Regions from separate parts of the Mus musculus genome. Here region 1 is linked to region 2. The links are chromatin contacts, called in public HiCAR-type maps. All regions are on one chromosome and are shown on one strand. Each heading gives the region's core, a stretch centred on a gene start, on an enhancer-like site or on the middle of the called end of the contact. The rest is flanking DNA. Distances are from core to core; before and after follow the strand shown.

Evidence for each region. HiCAR-type assays count read pairs that join an accessible place to other places.
Region 1: a contact with region 2 is called in a HiCAR-type map of astrocytes, with 3 times the contacts expected there. The contact joins the promoter of Pcnx2 here to the promoter of 2810004N23Rik in region 2. A contact is called at or near these places in 7 of 39 promoter capture datasets (the 3T3-L1 cell line, cranial neural crest, frontonasal cranial neural crest and 4 more), 2 of 115 datasets of contacts at active chromatin or transcription factors (astrocytes and pancreatic cancer cells) and 1 of 9 other capture datasets (adipose tissue).

The regions. Positions count from the first base shown.
Region 1 is chr8:125,896,078-125,899,923 of GRCm38.p6, forward strand. It overlaps Pcnx2 (pecanex homolog 2), which reads right to left and starts at 2,240. Exons shown (of 34, transcript NM_175561.4): 1 at 1,852-2,240. The coding sequence starts at 2,004. It overlaps A730098A19Rik (RIKEN cDNA A730098A19 gene), which reads left to right and starts at 1,837. Exons shown (of 2, transcript NR_155422.1): 1 at 1,837-2,377.
Region 2 is chr8:124,861,615-124,865,365 of GRCm38.p6, forward strand. 2810004N23Rik (RIKEN cDNA 2810004N23 gene) reads right to left here and starts at 1,415. Exons shown (of 7, transcript NM_025615.2): 1 at 1,271-1,415. The coding sequence starts at 1,358. Gnpat (glyceronephosphate O-acyltransferase) reads left to right here and starts at 1,419. Exons shown (of 16, transcript NM_010322.3): 1 at 1,419-1,698. The coding sequence starts at 1,624.

The DNA.
Region 1 (3,846 bases), core at 990-3,489, 1.0 Mb after region 2:
CAGAAGCTCAAGGACAGCCTGGGCTACATGAGATTCTGTCTCAAAACACAAAAACAGTAGCAAACAAAACAAAGCAAAAATGTGGGGATAGAAACTAATTCATACCCTATCTCAAGCTACTTGTTGTGTTTGTCTAAGTGTTTTTTTTAACTCTAGGTTTTTATTAACTATAGGTTAATAAGTCCTATAAGGTCCTAAAATGGTCCCAGACAATTTCTCTCAAAATGTCCTACCACCCTCCCTATTACATGACAATCTCATCTCTCTTTTTTCAGAAGTGGGAAAACACCATGACCATGGGAGTCCTTCCCTGTGCTGGGAGGCCCCCTGACTTCATGGACCATCTGTCGCCTTCTCTTCTTTGAGATCATAACCAGAAGACCGGGTGGCCATACACATGGGCCACTACTGTTCTCTGGAGAGACCTCCACTTAGAAAACTAAGGTCGGGGTAGGTCCAGTGTCAGTCTAATAAACCAGACTGTCCTGAAGAAGACTTCATATGTACTCTCGTTGAGCACCACGGCTGGCACAAACTGGTTCTAATGGCCAGTAAGATAGCTCAGAGAGTAAAGCTGCCTGCCACCAATCCTGATCCAAGGATCCCCCAGAGTGGAACCCCTGCCAAGTTGTCTTCTGATCTCTCTGCATGCTTTCAAGCACACACACACACACACACACACACACACACACACACACACACACACACAGGAGCAAGTATCTTGTTCTACAGCCAAGGAAAGTAAAATGTCAAAGTAAGTCAACTCCTTCCATGGTCCCAGAACTGGGAAAAGCTGGGCCCGGAGTTCAGCTGAGCCAGTCTGTTTCCAGAACCACAGCTCTGAACAGCCTGCCAGTAAAAGAGCCAGGGTCTAGGGGTGCCAAGCCACCAGGCATCTCGAAGGTCAGACTCAGGATCTGTCACCTATGCAAACTCATTGAAGATTTTGTGGAGCAGAACATGACCATGTACTGTTCTAGGGACAAAGTCCTTCACAGACACATCAGAGACGGCTCCTCGCCTCACCGGCAAGTTAACAGCAGGCAGCTTTTTAAGGGTGCCCCATCACGCCTTGCGCTACCTATATGTTTAACTGACCTATGAAGGTCATAGGTAACCATTCAGTAAGCATTCACTATCCCCCATTGTTGGCCATCCCAGAGGAGGAGCTGCCACACTGCTCTGGCATAGGTGTATGACATTTATCCACTCCTGTATATTTTTAATTTTTTTTCAGACTTCTCTACACCATAGTGAAACTGCAGAGTGATTGACAGTGGAATCTACCTTCCTAAAGCAAAACAAGAAGAGAAGAGTAGGAAAAAAGAAAAAACGACTAACAACCGAAATCAGGTCGCCCTGAGAGGGATTCGTACTGCCTTTTTATTGCGACTGCACCTGAGGTGTTATAGCTGGTGTTATAGCTGATATCATCCGAAGTCGTGAGGCTCCATGGTTGGTACCCATAAGCCAGTCTCAACCGTTCAGACAGCAGGGCCTGACTCATCCAGGCAGCCCACATCGATTTTTAATGAGCTCACAATCCCCAAAGTCCTACATACTTCTTTCCGGAGACTCTCCAGTGCCCTGCAGGACTGTTGTCCCAAAACCCCTTGCCTCATTCTTCCGTCCCTACTTCTCAAAGTCACTGATTCCTTCCCATCCTGGGCATCCTCTGTGGCTCCCCCTCCCCTTCTTTCATAACCTTACTTCCTATTTAGTTCTTCCCATCTCCTTCCTTCTCTCCCCCTTCCCTCTCTTCTCCTGTTAATTTTCCTTTCCGCTTCCTGTTTCTCCTCCTTTTCCTTTCCTCCTCCCCCTCCTCCACCCACCCCTAAACTGGGGACTCACCAGGTGCAGAGCCAGTGGCAGCAAGAGCAGGAACAGCCACAGGTAGAGGTGGCAGCTATTGGTGAATTTGCTATGCTCCGGGTCGTGGTACCAGCCCCCTGTGAGAGCGGCCCACACACCCTGCCTGAGCAGCTGCAGCACCTGGGACGCCATGCCCGCAGAGTCCGGCAGAAACCGAGCGTGCCCTGGGGCTCAGCACCCTAAGCTCAGCACCCTGGAGCTCAGTACGTCGGCGCGTGCCGGTGTGCTCCAGGCGCGGTCCCACCCCCGCCGCCACCGCCCAAACCGCGGTAGACGCTGAACAGTACGGACCGGCACAGCGCGGTGCTGGAGCCGGCTGGGGCTGCCAGGCAGGTGCGCGCCATGTCCAAGGGAAGGAGGATTTTCCCATCATGCTCTGCGATGGCTGCTCAAGGATGCTCCGGCGGCTCCGCCCTGCGCCCACACAAGTCTGCGAAGGAGCTCAGTCCCTCCCTCTCCTTGGTGGCTGGAGCTCCACCTGCCTTTTCTCCTGAATCTCCCAAGAGTAAGTTTGCAAGGTGTGAGAACCAAGAATGTTCCCGTGTGAGGACCACAGACAGGAAACTTCTTGGCTTTTGTTTTTGTTTTGTCTCCTGCCCCAAAAGGTTTGTATAATCTGGAGGCCTAGGCTTGCGGTACTCAAAGCGATGTCCTCTGAGCTCCACCTGCGGGGCTTTGATCCCTGTGACCTTGGTTGGCTACAGACTAGAGGCTCTAAAGTTTCATGTGCGACATGGTCTGCTCCCACTGACCTCTTTCCACCCTGACTTTTCTCCTCCACCCCCGATTACCTAATTGGACGCACAGAAATGATAACCGCCGTTCTGAAATAATCGTTGGAGCCTCAGTTAACCACACATTTTTACCTTACATTGTTTTATCTTACTGATAAGGCACGGTCTCACTCTGTAGACTGAATTGGCTTGGAAGGGATTATGTAGCTCGGGCTGGCCTGAAAATTCATGGCAATTCTCTATAGAGTATTGAGATTATGAGCATAAGCAACTACATCCAGCTTTCTTTCTTCTTATATATTTCCTGAACATAATCTGGGATAGCAATCTACCATTTCAACCAGGAGGAGAGGGGGGCGGGGAAGGGCGGGGGAAGAAGGGAGGAGAGAAAAAAAAGAGAAGAACAGATTTTGATTGCGGCGCTAGGTGGCGCTAGATCGCTGCTAGAACAGAGTAAAGCCCATTCTTGATATTGCCAAACCAGCAATGAATCCTAACCCTGATTAATAAGCAGGGATAATCCAATACAGCAGAAAGCTTGTTCACAAAATGAAGGGTCTAATCTTTACTTTAGTTTGTTTGCTCTTCACATGTGTCAGTGTGTGTTCTGTGTACCTTGTGGAGATATTGTTTATTTTTGGTCTTTTTTTCTTTCTTTCTTTTAATTTTCTATATGAGAGTCCCTGAAGCACAGGATAGAAATAATGGAAGGGAGATTTTGAGTTTCAGTTGAATACATTTTGAATAAATAAGAAAATGACTTTAAATATTAAATTAATGTGCCATGATCCCAAACTCTAAATGAGATTTTTAAAACCAAACAAAAGTCAGCTTTAAGTAAATCATAGAACCTTGACTTCTATAGCCATAAAGAACTGATGTACACTGTCTCAAAGAGACAAGAAAAATACAGACAAAGCAGCTAAAGCCAGCTATTCCCAACTCCAGAAATGCAGTAAAGCCCCAGACAAAATGGAAAATCATTTATTTAAAATATATATTAATCAAAGCAACTCTTTGTTGCATGTTTACCAGAGCTGCCTTCTCCATCACAGGCAAGAACCCTGCTCTGGGTTAGGAAAATGTAGAAAGGACCTGTCTTAGTCAGGGTTTCTATTCCTGCACAAACATCATGACCAAGAAACAAGTTGGGGAGGAAAGGGTTTATTCGGCTTACACTTCCATACTGCTGTTCATCACCAAAGGAAGTCAGGACTGGAACTCAAACAGGTCAGGGAGC
Region 2 (3,751 bases), core at 165-2,664:
TCTGACCCTTAGTAATACAATTACGCTAGTCCTCACACCCGGTGCCATCAACGTCATAGTTCCCAGGACCATGTTAAAAGCATTTGCCTCTATACTAGCATGTCTTTTTACCACACTGCAGGGTTACAGGTACATGTCCGGGTTCTTCTTGTTTTCCTTCGGTTTTGGATTTAAAGGGAATCCAGCTAAACTTTAATTGCTTTAATTTGAATACCTTTACTTTCTACTCTATTTCTCATCTTCAGTTTGTTTCTTCTGCTCAGACTCTCAACAGTGATCTGAAATTTCAATCAGGCGTCTAAGCCTCAGTACTGACCTACAGTATGGGCCCAGGAGCTTTCTGAATACTAGCTGTGTACTTGTGGCCAATGTAACTCTGCCAGTATAGATATAAAAATGAATAGGTAAAGTCCAGGTAGCTGGGAAGTAACTACCGTAATGAATTCCTGCATGTGTGAATATCAACTGTATCTAGGATTTTAAAAATTAGTCTTAAAACTTGTGAAAGTCAGCCAGGTGGTGGTGGTGGCGGCGGCGCACGACTTTAATCCCAGCACTTGGGAGACAGAGGCAGGCGGATTTCTGAGTTCGAGGCCAGCCTGGTCTACAGAGTGAGTTCCAGGACAGCCAGGGCTACACAGAGAAACCCTGTCTTGAAAAACCAAAAAGAAAAAAAAAAAAAAAACCCAAACAAACAAACTTGTGAAAGTCGGAGGCCAAGTGTTGTCGGTGGACACAAAGAACCTAACACAGCGCAGAATGTGACATCAGGCCCTAGACCTTGAGACTCGAGCTCTTAAGGAGGACCTTTATGAAGATGTGTGTACATATATGGGTTGCTCTGACAGTTAATGAGGGAAACACACAAAAATGCATGTACATGTACACCTGGTACGTTCTTCCAAGTTCTCAGCTTGCTTTTGCTTTTTAATCGTGTAAGTGAGCTTGGAATTTTGAGCAACCGCTCCAAAATAAAAACAATACAGCGTTTGTTACGTGTCTGGTTCTAAAAGTCAGGCAATCAACGTGAGCTCTTCTGCCTGCCAGTGCCTGTCCTTCTGCGAGTGGCCTGCCTTTAGTAACCATCTCTGATTTTATTTTCCTGCACAGTGAGAAGGAGAGCAAAAGGTCGGCCAACAAGTGGGGGAGAAGGTCCCGGAGAGGGTAGCGCTTGCGGACATGGCTCCAGGAGACCACGTGGGCCGTGGTCCCGCCGCCTCGGGATGCGTTTCACTGTCTTTGGCCGCCTCCTCCCAGGAGCTACGCTCACCCAGGTCGTAGAGGGTCCGCAGAACGGCGTCCAGGAGTGCCTCCGAACCAGGAGGCTCAACGGAGTCCGAATCGTGCTCCGCCGCCATGGGAATCAGCACGGAGACCCCCCCAGATCCCGCCCAGTGCCCACCACTTCCGCTTCCGGCGCGGCTTCTGCGCGTGCGTCACGGTCCCTGCGCGGCCTCGGGCCTGGTTAAGATGGCGGTGCCCGGGGTCCCGTGCAGTGGCCGTACGGAGTGCCACTGTCCTGGGCAGACGGGAGCCGCCCCGTGCGAAAGAACCGCCCCCAGCGGCTGCACTACAGCCGTGTAGCAGACCAGCCCAGGCCCCGCCAGGGACGGCAGCCGCGCCATGGACGTTCCTAGCTCCTCCAGCTCCCGATTCTCGGTCGGCTCGGCCAGCCCTAGCAGTGTGCTCCTCTATGCGGTAGGCGCCTGGGAGGACCAAGGCCCAGGGCAACGTCGCGGGAAGGACAGTCCCTCCCCGATCCCTATGTCCCCAGCCCACGACCCTTGCTTGTCTTAAAGAGCGGGTCCTAACCCAGTTGGGTACGTGGCTTGGTATCCACGGCAACCATGTGTCTGCGCCTCGGTTAACGCGTCTGCTTTTACAAGTTTGTATCGATGGCGGTCCCTCTGTCCCTTCTCCCCGTCAGGCCGGGAGCCCCCGCACACAACATGAGGGGAGCATTAGAGTTCTGCCTGTTGAGTAGTAATCTTAGTCCTGACCTAGCCCGAGAAGACTTTTGGGTCTCCACCTCCCGCCTTCTCCCCAGCCCTCTACCTTAAGTATTCCTGAGAGAGAAAAATATTCGGCTACAATATGCGCGTAGAGTTTTTTTTTTTAACTCTTACTTGGAACCTCAGGAAATTACTGTCTTCTATTCGTTATGTTTGCACAAGTTTCTGAGTAGGATACCCATTGCCACTGTTTTCTGTCCAACTTACCTTCTACACTACCCCCTTCCGCCCCCCACTTCCTTCCTCTTCTAGTTTTAACTGGTGGTTTGCCCCGTTTGGTTTCCAACAGAGTGTTGGTCACTTACAATATTCACGAGCAATTATCAAGGTGGAGACTTCGTGTGCTTTCACTCCGTGGGTTTGCACAATTACGGGTGGGGTGGGGTGAGAATTTGCTTATTTTTATGTGTATGAGTGTACCTGCATGTGTGTATGTGCACCACGAGGTGTCTGGTGCATCAGAGGCCAGCTCTGGGAATTGAGTTACAGATTGTGAGCTGCCCCAATGTGGTTGCTGAAGGAATGACCCTTAACCCTTGTGCCATCTCTCCATCCTCGGGGGAGAGTTAAAAAAAATCTTAATTAATTATTTTTGAAACAAGATTTTCTTGGTTTGTTCTCTGGCTTTGGCACTAGCTGTGAAGCCCCAGGCTTTCTGGATCTTGCATTCCTCATGCCCTCACCTCCAGAGAGCTAGGATTATAGTCTACACCACCACTCTTGACAAAAGTGCCTTTCAAAGGGTATTTCCATGCTATGCCAGTAGTTAACACCATTTTCTTTTCTTTCCTTTCCTTTCCTTTCCTTTCCTTTCCTTTTCTTTCTTTCTTTTTTTTTTTTTTCTTTTTGGTTTTTTGAGACAGGGTTTCTCTGTGTAGCCCTGGCTGTCCTGGAACTCACTCTGTAGACCAGGCTGGCCTCGAACTCGGAAATCGCCTGCCCCTGCCTCTGCCTCTGCCTCCAAAGTACTGGGATTAAAGGCATACACTACCACTGCCCAGCTTTTGGTTTGGTTTGGTTAGCACAACTACTTTTGGAATGTGGGCAAACTTCTTAAGTTCCATAAAAAAATTTAGATTTATGATTAATCTGAACTGTAGCCTTAAAGCCTATGGCTGGAACCTCTGTCATTGACTTCACCATCTTTAGCCTGTTATTCTAAAGCAGGCACATTGGAAAAGAAGAGTGTTCTGATAGCTCTAACTCCAGCTTCTTGGCCTTTAAGTGGGTTTGTGCGTTGATTGGAACTTTCCTTGTACGTGTTTATGAAAGGAGTTGGTTTTTTTTTTTTTTTATGATGAAATTGTTATCAGCTTTCTGTGAATAAGTAAGGTGACTGGTCATGAACATTTCCACTTTGGAGGCTGGACAGCAGCTTTCTTTTTTTTTTTTTTCCCCTGAGACAGAGTTTACTTTGTGTAGCTGAGGGTGCCTGGAATGTGCTCTGTACACCAGTTTGGCCTCAGACTCTGCTAAGAGATCTGCCTGCCTCTGAGGGCTGGGATTAAAGGTGTGTGCCACCATGTGGTGGTACACTCTTGTCTCAGCAGCCCATAACAGTGGGCCTGGCTAATGTTTGTGACTGCACAGCTGGTGACCATGGTAGGCAACTTCAGGCTGCCTAACTTCCTCCACCACACTCTTTCTGTCTGTGCAATACTCTCTGTCTAATCTGTAGTACTTCAGTGACGTTAAGGTATTGCTAATGTTGCAAACATTAGGAGTACCTGCAGGCTCCC